Linked DNA regions of Macaca mulatta: region 1 is linked to region 2. A link is a contact called in public Hi-C data. All regions are on one chromosome and are shown on one strand. The core of a region is the stretch at or near the end of the contact, and the rest is flanking DNA. Distances in the headings are between cores, read along the strand shown.

Region 1 (4,691 bases), core at 732-3,231, 63 kb before region 2:
ATAATTTTCTTTTATTTCTCTTTTTTTGGGCAATACCTTGTGTGTAACTATAATAGAGGATGTTATCTATGAATTTCATTTCAGGATAGTAGACAGCATTACAAAGTATTTTTTAATCTTCATAAAAAATGTGTAGCCCTGGATTAACAATTCTGATACTGCTGTGCACAGTCAGATTTTAAATCAGATAATAAATTTATAAGATTGAAACAGTGAGATATTGTTGCCAGAAGAGATAGCTTTTTGGAACAGAACAGAAAATATCCAAATAGATATACTGGTATATATACCAGCTAATGAGTTTTGAATATAAAGATGAAATATCAAATCGAAGATGAAATTTAAGATGATTTAATAATGGTAGTGGAACAACTGGCTAAGACATATATGGATACATAAAACACTATATGTACCAATCTAAATTCCAGATGGATTAAAGTAAATCTTAAATAGCAAACCCCAGAAGAATCTAAAGAAAATACAAGTGACAGTGTATTGAATAGCTAGTAGAAATGGCCTTTTCTAAAGACAAAAATAATAAAGTAAAATATTGGTAAGTTTGCATAAATATTAAACACTTTTCTGTTTTAAAAAAACACCAAAAAGGCAGGAATGAAGCATAAATAAAAATTTGCAACATCTATGAGAATGGATGAAGATAATTAATATATCATTAATTCCTATATATCAGTAAGGAAAAAAATACTTCAGTAGAACAAGGATCCAAGAATATGACAAGATAACTCACAAAATAAGGAGTACATGAAGGTAATAAACTTAAAAATAGTTTAGTCTCACTAGTGGTGAAGAGCAATGTATACTAAAATAAGTCACCTATTAAATCAACAAACGGTTTTTTTGTTATTGTTTCTTAACGACAAAGCTAGTTGTCAGTGAGGAGGAGAAAAAAAATAGATCCTCCCACATACTTCTGGGAAAATGTAAACTGATGACAACATTTTTGAATGCCAACATTACAACGTAGGTATCAGGTGCTATAAAAAATGCATAGTTTCTGGCCCAGCAATTCCACCTCCAGGAATATACAGAAAATACTTGTGCCCCTTAATGTTAGCGCTTCATGCTAAAATAACTTATCAGAGCGAAAATTAGACTTTAAACCCTTAAAAGGGTGGGGGAGGGGGCTGATACGTTGAACCCACGGGGATGGAATATTTAATGACCATTAAATATCATATTGAAGTTCTGGAAAAGGCAAATGGGCGGGGATGGTTGCCAGGAGCAGGGTGGGGGTGACTCCGAAAGCGCTTGAGAGAATTTAATGGAGGAGGGGGCGGGGCATGTAAAAAAAAAGGTCTGAATCAGAGCTGTCAAAGCCGCCCAGACTCATGGAAGTGTACACTAAAAGGGTGAATTTTACTTTGTGTAAATTACATACACCTTAATAAAGTTGACTTTTTAAAAATCTTGTTGAAGAATATTAAACAGCCTGGGGAAATCTAAATGGTTGATTAACTGAAGTGAGTAATTTGCAAGGCAGAGTGTGATGGGAACTTGGCCGGTGATGGAGGGGGTGTTTACACATTCAGCGGAGACATAGGCTGGAAGGAAAACTGCCAGAATGTATTTATATTAGTGTCTCTCTGGAAGTTAAACATCGTTTATTAAATTAAATTAAACATCGTTTTTCTCCGTGCATTTTGTTTGTTATTGTTGTGTTGCTTTCGGTTTTGGTTTTGGCTTTTGCAGCTAACAGCTCTTCTGTTATTGGCGGGGTTGGAGTGGGGGCCGGTGCTACAGCAATTGGGAAGCATGGCTCACTTGCTATGTCTTCCAGGTTGTTTCCAGCTCTTTTCTCTTCGGTAGATCCGTCGTCAAGCCGGGGCTGGCGAGCCGGGAGTCCGGACGGCGCCCGGGCGAGCGGGGTGGGGCGGCGGGGCGGAGTCTGCGTCTCTCTGGGGCTGCCAGAGTGGGCGTGTCCCTATTGGGTGGAGGGGGAAGTAACACACCAACAACGCTCTCATTTCCTGGGCCGAGCTGTGACCTGGAGACGGCCTCAGCATGATGAGTGAGTCTTGCTTCCCCAGGGGGCGGGCAGGGTGGGCTTGGGGCAGGCCTCCCCTTCCCCAGCCCAGGAAGGGACATTGAATAGCTTCCTTCCCTGACTTCATCAACCAGCTGACCTACTGACTCCCTCTCCCTCCCTTCCTCCCTCCCCCTCCTTTTCTACCTCCTTTCCCTCCCCCTCCCTTTGTGCCTCTCTCTCTCCCCTTTCTCCCCTTTACCCTCTCCCTCTGCCTTCCCCTCTTCCCCTGGCTCTCTCTCTCTAGAACAGGCAGCTGCTGCTGTAGTGGGAGGAGGTAAGTTGCCCAGCTCTCCTGTCTCTAGGCCCTCACCTAGCCTGGTCCTGGGGGTGCTGGGAGACCGCAGAGATGAGGCGCAGAGCTGGCTCTCCCCACTCACCCTCCACTTCCGAAGCTGCCTGAGTTGCCTGAGTGAGCCATAGGGGCCGGGAGCAGCATCAAAATACTCCAGGGAAAAGCTCACTCCCATTCCAGCCCCAGCTTGTCCTCTAGTCCTTACGTAGAATAAGCATAGGAGGAAGATTTCGTTTGAAAGAGGGTGTGCAGGTAAACTCCACATGGCTTATTTCACATTTATGCGTGGACACACACACACACACACACACACACGCACACAAACTTGAGACCCAATAAAGGATATTGACTTCTCCAGCATCACACAGCAAGTTAGAGGCAAACCAGGGCTATGCCTGGTCCTTCTATGACATCTTTGCCTCACCTGGCTCCACACTCCACCTTTTCTTCACCACGAGCCCCCTAAGCTGCCATGTCTCTATTGCTCAAGCTGACAGTCGTCCGAAACTGTCAAGGAATTCCTAAGCAGGGGGGGCGGGGAGGGTCCCTTCTCCTGAGCCCACCCCTGCACTCAGCTTCTCTCTCCCCACAGCCCTGGCAGTGGGGTCTGTGCCCGTGGTGCTCAGTGCCATGGGCTTCACTGGGGCAGGAATCGCCGCATCCTCCATAGCAGCCAAGATGATGTCCGCAGCAGCCATCGCCAACGGCGGTGGGGTTTCTGCGGGGAGCCTGGTGGCTATTCTGCAGTCTGTGGGTAAGTGTCCTGGACAGGACCCCCAGAGCTGGGAGAAGATCCAGTTCTGAGGCTGAGCCTGAGGGAGGCCCTCTCCTTGCCCTGCAGTTCCATGACCCTCAGCTTCCTGGGTCTTCAGTCTCTCCCTCACTGTCCCTTCTTCTGGCTCCTTCTGAGGGAGGTTTGGGGTGGGAGTGGATAGGGTGATGGGGTGCTGGATAGGGAGAAGAGGAAAGGAACCCAGGCCAAGAGCCATGCCTGGGCTCTGACACCTGGGTGACCTGGGCAAGGTCCCCTGCCCTCTCTGGGCCTCAGTGGCCTCCCGTGTAAAGTAAGGGGCGCTGTATCTCTTAGGGTCTGTCTGTGGATGACTCTATCTCAGTGTCCGTGAATTCACCCCTGAGCTGTCTTTTAGCTGCCTCTAGCAGCTTCTACCCAAAGCAGATCCCTGGGATTTTTAGGACCTGGAGGAGGGATCTAGGTGGGATTTCTGGGCCATTGCCAGACCCCTGTGCTCATTCTCTGTCTCCTCCACAGGGGCAGCCGGACTCTCCACATCATCCAACATCCTCCTGGCCTCTGTTGGGTCAGTGTTGGGGGCCTACTTGGGGAAGTCACCTTCTTCTCTCCCAGCTGAACCCGAGGCTGAAGGAAATGAGGCAACAGAAAATGTACCCCAAGATGAACCTCCAGAACCTCCACTCAAGTCAGAGAAACATGAGGAATAAAGGTCACATGCAGATGCATCTCCCTGTCTTTGTTTCTTGCAGCTCTGGTTGGAGTTCTGAGCTAGAGGTTTCCAGTTCTCCCCCTCTCCCAGCCTACCTTGTCATGGAGGGGCAGAGGGAGGTGGTTGGCCATGCAGAGAATCAGCTTTGGTTGGTCTCAGCCTTACAGGGATGGGCTGTATGACCCAGGGCCATTCATGGGCCTTTTCTGGGCCTCAATTTCCCCCTTATTCAATGGTGGCATTGTCACAGGCTCCTGTTGGGAGGCAGGGGTGAGGGGTGGCCAGGGCACTTCGGGAACCGCTGACGGTAGAGCCCTCTGCTCCTCTTCATTAATGGCACTAGATACCCAGAATGAGCAAGAACACCATCCTTCCCTTGCTCAACCTCACAGTCTTGTCAGAAGGCTGATAAGCCAGCCAGCAGGAAAAGACAATGTGTCAAGTGTTACACTGGGGCTCTGGGCACTTTGAGAGGAGAAGGCTGAGTCCGGTTTGGTCACCAAACTGTGTCTGGAAAATTGAAGGAGAGGCTGAGTTCATGCATGAAGACCTGGAACTCTGACCACACCCTCACTGTGTTAGTCTATTTTGGGTAGCAGTAAGGGAATACCTGAAGCTGGGCCATTTATAAAGAAAAGAGCTCTATTGGGGCCACAGTTCTGCAGACTGTACAAGAAGCATGGCGCCAGCATTTACTGCTGGTGAGGCCTCAGGAAGCTTACAGTTGCAGCAGGGGAAGGAGGAACAGGTATGTCACGTGGCAAGAGAGGGAGCAAGAGAGATGCCAGGCTCTTTTAAGTAGCCAGCTGTCTTGTGAACGAATAGAGTGAAAACACTCGTTACTGCGGGGAGGGCACTGAGTCATTCATGAGGGATCCACCCCCGTGAC
Region 2 (4,687 bases), core at 942-3,441:
GTAGTCAATCCTCTCAAACTCTGCCACTGCTTTATCAACTAAGTTTATGAAATATTCTAAATCCTTCATTGTCATTTCAACAGTGTTCCCAACATCTTCACCAGGAATAGATTCTATCTCAAGAAACCACTTTCTTTGGTCATACATTAGAAGGAACTGCTCATCATTCAAGTTTCTCATGAGATTGCCACAATTCAGTCATATCTTCAGGCTCCACTTGTAATTTTAGTTTTCTTGCTATTTCCAACCACATCTGCAGTTACCTCCTTCACTGAAGTCTTGAACCTCTCAAAGTCATCAATGAGAACTGGAATCAACTTCTTCCAAACTCCTGTTAATTTTGATATTTTGACCTCTTTCCATGAATCACAAATGTTCTTAATGATATCTAGAATAGTTAATCCTTTCCAGAAGGTTTTCAATTTACTTTGCCCAGATCCATCAGAGGAATAACTATCTATGGCAGCCATAGCCTTACAAAATGTATCTTAAATAATAAAACTTGAAAGGCAAAATTACTTCTTGATCCATGGACTGAAGAATGGATCTTGGTTCGCAGACATGAAAACAACATTAATCTCCATATACATCTCAATTAGAGCTCTTGGGTGATTAGGCACATTTTCAATGAGCAATAATACTTTGAGAGAAATCTTTTTTCTGAGCAGTAGTCCTCAACAGTAGGCTTAAAATATTCAGTGAACCATGCTATGAACAAATGTGCTGTCATCCAGGCTTTGTTGTTGCACTTACAGAGCACAGGCAGATTATACTTAGTGTAATTCTTAAAAGACCTAAGATTTTTAGAATGGTAAACACGCACTGGCTTCAATTTAAAGTCACTAGCTGCATTAGCCTCTAACAAAAGAGTGAGCTTGGCCTTTGAAGCCAGACATTGACCTCTCTAGCTATGAAAGTCCTTGATGGCATCTTCTTCCAATAGAAGGCTGTTCTGTCTACACTGAATACCTGCTGTTCAGTGGCCACCTTCATCAGTGATCTTACCTAGATCTTGGGGATAACTTGCTGCAGCTTCTCCATCAGCACTTGCTGCCTCATCTTACACTTTTATGTTTCTGGAGACAGCGTCTTTCCTTAAACCTCATGAAATAATCTCTTCTAGCTTCAACCTTCTATAGCTTCCTCACCTCTCTCAGGCATCACAGAACAGAAGAGAATCAGGGCCTTGCTTTGGATTCGGTTTTGGTTTTAGGGGATGTTGTAGCCGGTTTTATTTTCTATCCAAACTACTAAAATTTTCTCCAAATCGGCAATAAACAGTTCCACTTTCTTATTCATGTGTTCGTTAGCGTAAAATGTTTAATTTCCTTCAGTAGCTTTCCTTTGCATTCACAAACTGGCTAACTTTTTTGGTGAAACTTTCAGCCTAGCTTTCAGCCTATCTTGCCTTTTGACATGCCTTCCTCACTAAGCTTAACCATTTCTAGCTTTTGAGTTAAAGTGAGAGATGTGCGACTCTTTCTTTCACTTAAACAGTTAGAGGCCCATTGTAGGGTTATTAATTGACCTTATTTCAATACTGTTGTGTCTCAGGGAATAGAGTCCCAAGGAAAGGGAGAGAGAAGGGAGAACGGCCTGTCAGTGGATTAGTCTGAACACACACAACATTTATCAATTAAGTTTGTCGTCTTATATGGGCACAGTTCATGGCGGCCCCAAACAATTACAATACAAGGAACACTCATCACAGGTCACCCTTGTAGCAGAATACATCTCCCTACGATGGACGCGTACGTCCTCTTTCGGGAACGCCCCACTCCGTCTACGAAGTAGCCGGACTTTCGCCACTTTACTTAATAAACTTGCTTTTGCTTTGCTATGCGGACTCGCCCTGAATTATTTCTTGCGCAAGATCCAAGAACCCTCTGTTGGGGTCTGGATCGGGACCCCTTTCTGGTAACAAAACTACACCAAAAATAAAAGAAAACACGTTACTGTGAGGTACCTGACAAAGTCTCTAGTCGGAGGGAGCACACAGAACCTCACCTTCTGTGGCCTTTCCCTAAGCGGGGAGGAGCAGAGCTGGAAGAGGAGGGGCCAGCGCCCCAAGCCAGCTCTCCCATCAGCACAGCTTTGGTCCGCGAGGCAGCCAATCAGATAGCTGAGTTTGCCATAGGGGTGGGACTTCCTCCGCAGCGCGCACGAGTACGTGTGTGGAGGTCCCGCCCCGGAACTGCGGTTGCTTCTGCAGCTGAGGTACAGCGGCGGTTTCTGAGGCTCCTGACCGGCGACCAACGGAGCTGCCGTGGCGTCTTCACACGGTGAGTACCAAAACGAGCGGGGCTGGAGCGGACCCTGGAGAGGGGCTGAGGCCAGGAACCCGGGTTCCTATTCGCAGGTCTCTCTGGGCCGGTGGGTTCCCGGGTCCAGAGAGGGCGCCCGCCGGCCCAAGCCGTCCAACCGAGCTGCGTGCCATGGTCCCCGCGCCTTGGGCTCCTTGTCTGGGCATCAGGGCCTGACGGCCTCGGCTTCTCGGTTTCGTGCGCGCGTTCGTGCCTGAGACAAAGCGAGAGCGCCGCGCGAGACCGGCGTCACGAGGAAACAGAGGCCCTTCTACTCTGCCTGACGCTCCCCGTGTCCTCGCCCGGTTCCTCGCGTGGCACCCCCCGCCCTCTCCTCGCTGAACCCCGCGTGTTTTTTTTGCCATGGCGCAGCGGGTCTGGCGGGCACCGTGTGCGAACGTGCTCTTCTCGCCGGGCGCCATGCTCAGCGGTTTTTGACGTGCGTCACTTTTTCGTAGTGGCGTATAACGATTCTGTGGGACAAATGTCCTTGTTATTCCCATTATGCAGACGGGGAAATAGAGACTCAGAGATGGATACGTCCACCGCAGAGCCACAGCTGACGAGTGGTGGATCCGGATTTGAACCAAGATTTACCTTGGTCTTTTTCACGGAACGTGTTGTCTTCCTTCGGCTTTCTGAAAAGGAAAAACCTGGATCGAGTTCCACCCAAACGAGTTGGGCCTAAATGGCCTTTAAGCCACTTAAAATATGATGAAAAAGCTGGATGGGTTTTAAGACGCTTGGCAAAGGAAGGGATGGTAGAGCAGGCATTTGCTCTCTCAGGCAAGGCTTGAGAAGGAAGCAAGCGCAATACGCTTTTAATAAAGCTCACCCCTCCTGCCCCCACAAGAAAAACCCCTCAGATTCTTACTCTGCCTTCAGAACGGCTTATGTGTGGCAGGCTTCATCCTCCGTGCTTTACATAATTTCCTTTATTTACACAAAATATACAACTTAGATATTGTTAGGTACTCTTCCCCCTTTTTATAGATGAGAGCACTGAAGTTCAGAGAGGAGTGGGTGGCACTATCCAAGGTCACACACGCAGTAAGTGTTGAATTTGGAATTCAAACCAGGTCTAGCTCATACGTCTTTGTTCCATCACATGTGTACCCTGTGTTTCGGGCAAAGCTGTCTGTTCTGTGGTATTTCCTTCTTTGTTCTTCTCTAGGTAGGAGCAACTGTGTGATAGCCGTCTTTGTATCCTCAGTTCTTTGTAGGGCCTAGTTGCTTAGAAAATATTTGTTGCATCAGAACCCTCTGCTTCTCAGACACCAACCTAATAGAACATGTATCTCCTTTTCAGCAACCATGAAGTTGAAGGACACAAAATCAAGGCCAAAGGCATCAAACTATGGCAAATTTCAGACAAAGGGAATCAAAGTTGTGGGAAAATGGAAGGAAGTGAAGATTGACCCAAATATGTTTGCAGATGGACAGATGGATGATTTGGTATGCTTTGAGGAATTGACAGATTACCAGTTGGTCTCTCCTGCCAAGAATCCCTCGAGTCTCTTCTCAAAGGAGGCACCCAAGAGAAAGGCACAAGCTGTTTCAGAAGAAGAGGAGGAGGGAGAGTCTAGCTCACCAAAGAAAAAGATGAAGTTGAAGAAAAGTAAAAATGTAGCAACTGAAGGAACTAGTACCCAGAAAGAGGTTGAAGTCAAAGATTCTGAGCTGGAGGCCCAGGGAGATGGCATGGTTTGTGATGATCCGGAGGCTGGAGAGAAGACATCAGAAAACCTGGTCCAAACTGCTCCAAAAAAGAAGAAAAATAAAGGGAAAAAAGGTTTGGAGCCTTCTCAGAGCACTGCTGTTAAGGTGCCCAAAAAAGTGAAGACATGGATTCCTGAAGTTCATGATCAGAAGGCAGATGTGTCAGCTTGGAAGGACCTGTTTGTTCCCAGGCCGGTTCTCCGAGCACTCAGCTTTCTAGGCTTCTCTGCACCCACACCGATCCAAGCCCTGACCTTGGCACCTGCCATCCGTGACAGACTGGACATCCTTGGGGCTGCTGAGACAGGTAAGGGCAACTCCGGCCAAGGCAGGATTGCTTCTGGATTGAGCCCATAGCTACTAATAAGCCAGATAATTGGGAGAGAGAAGAATGTTGAGAACATAACCACAAAAGCAACGCTGAATAAAGGTGTTTAGAAGTCAGCCCCCTCTGGTTTGAAATATGCTTTTCCTGAATGGTACCCTAGCCATCACTTTTATCTCTCTCAGCTCTGTAGACCCCATTATCAACCAAATGGAGATAACAGTTTCTACCTCTTGCATTGCTGTGAGAGTTAAATGCTACAGTAAGCTAAAGCTTACACTGTACATTGGAAGTGGTCTGCAAATGGTAGTTTCTCCTGTTCTTGAGCCTTTTCTGAATG

The links. Hi-C and Micro-C count contacts between places; a contact is called where the count stands out from the background.
Region 1: a contact with region 2 is called in a Hi-C map of fetal cortex germinal zone, with 1.7 times the contacts expected there. The contact joins the promoter of IFI27L2 here to the promoter of DDX24 in region 2. A contact is called at or near these places in 6 of 14 Hi-C or Micro-C datasets (CD4 T cells, blood, cortical neurons and 3 more).

What each region holds. Positions count from the first base shown.
Region 1 is chr7:167,406,856-167,411,546 of T2T-MMU8v2.0, reverse strand. It overlaps IFI27L2 (interferon alpha inducible protein 27 like 2), which reads left to right and starts at 1,981. Exons shown (of 3, transcript XM_077941663.1): 1 at 1,981-2,029; 2 at 2,932-3,093; 3 at 3,610-3,818. The coding sequence starts at 2,023. The coding sequence ends at 3,800.
Region 2 is chr7:167,343,587-167,348,273 of T2T-MMU8v2.0, reverse strand. It overlaps DDX24 (DEAD-box helicase 24), which reads left to right and starts at 2,191. Exons shown (of 9, transcript XM_015144415.3): 1 at 2,191-2,282; 2 at 3,613-4,329. The coding sequence starts at 3,618. It overlaps LOC144330386 (a long non-coding RNA gene), which reads right to left and starts at 2,083. Exons shown (of 4, transcript XR_013396509.1): 1 at 1,967-2,083.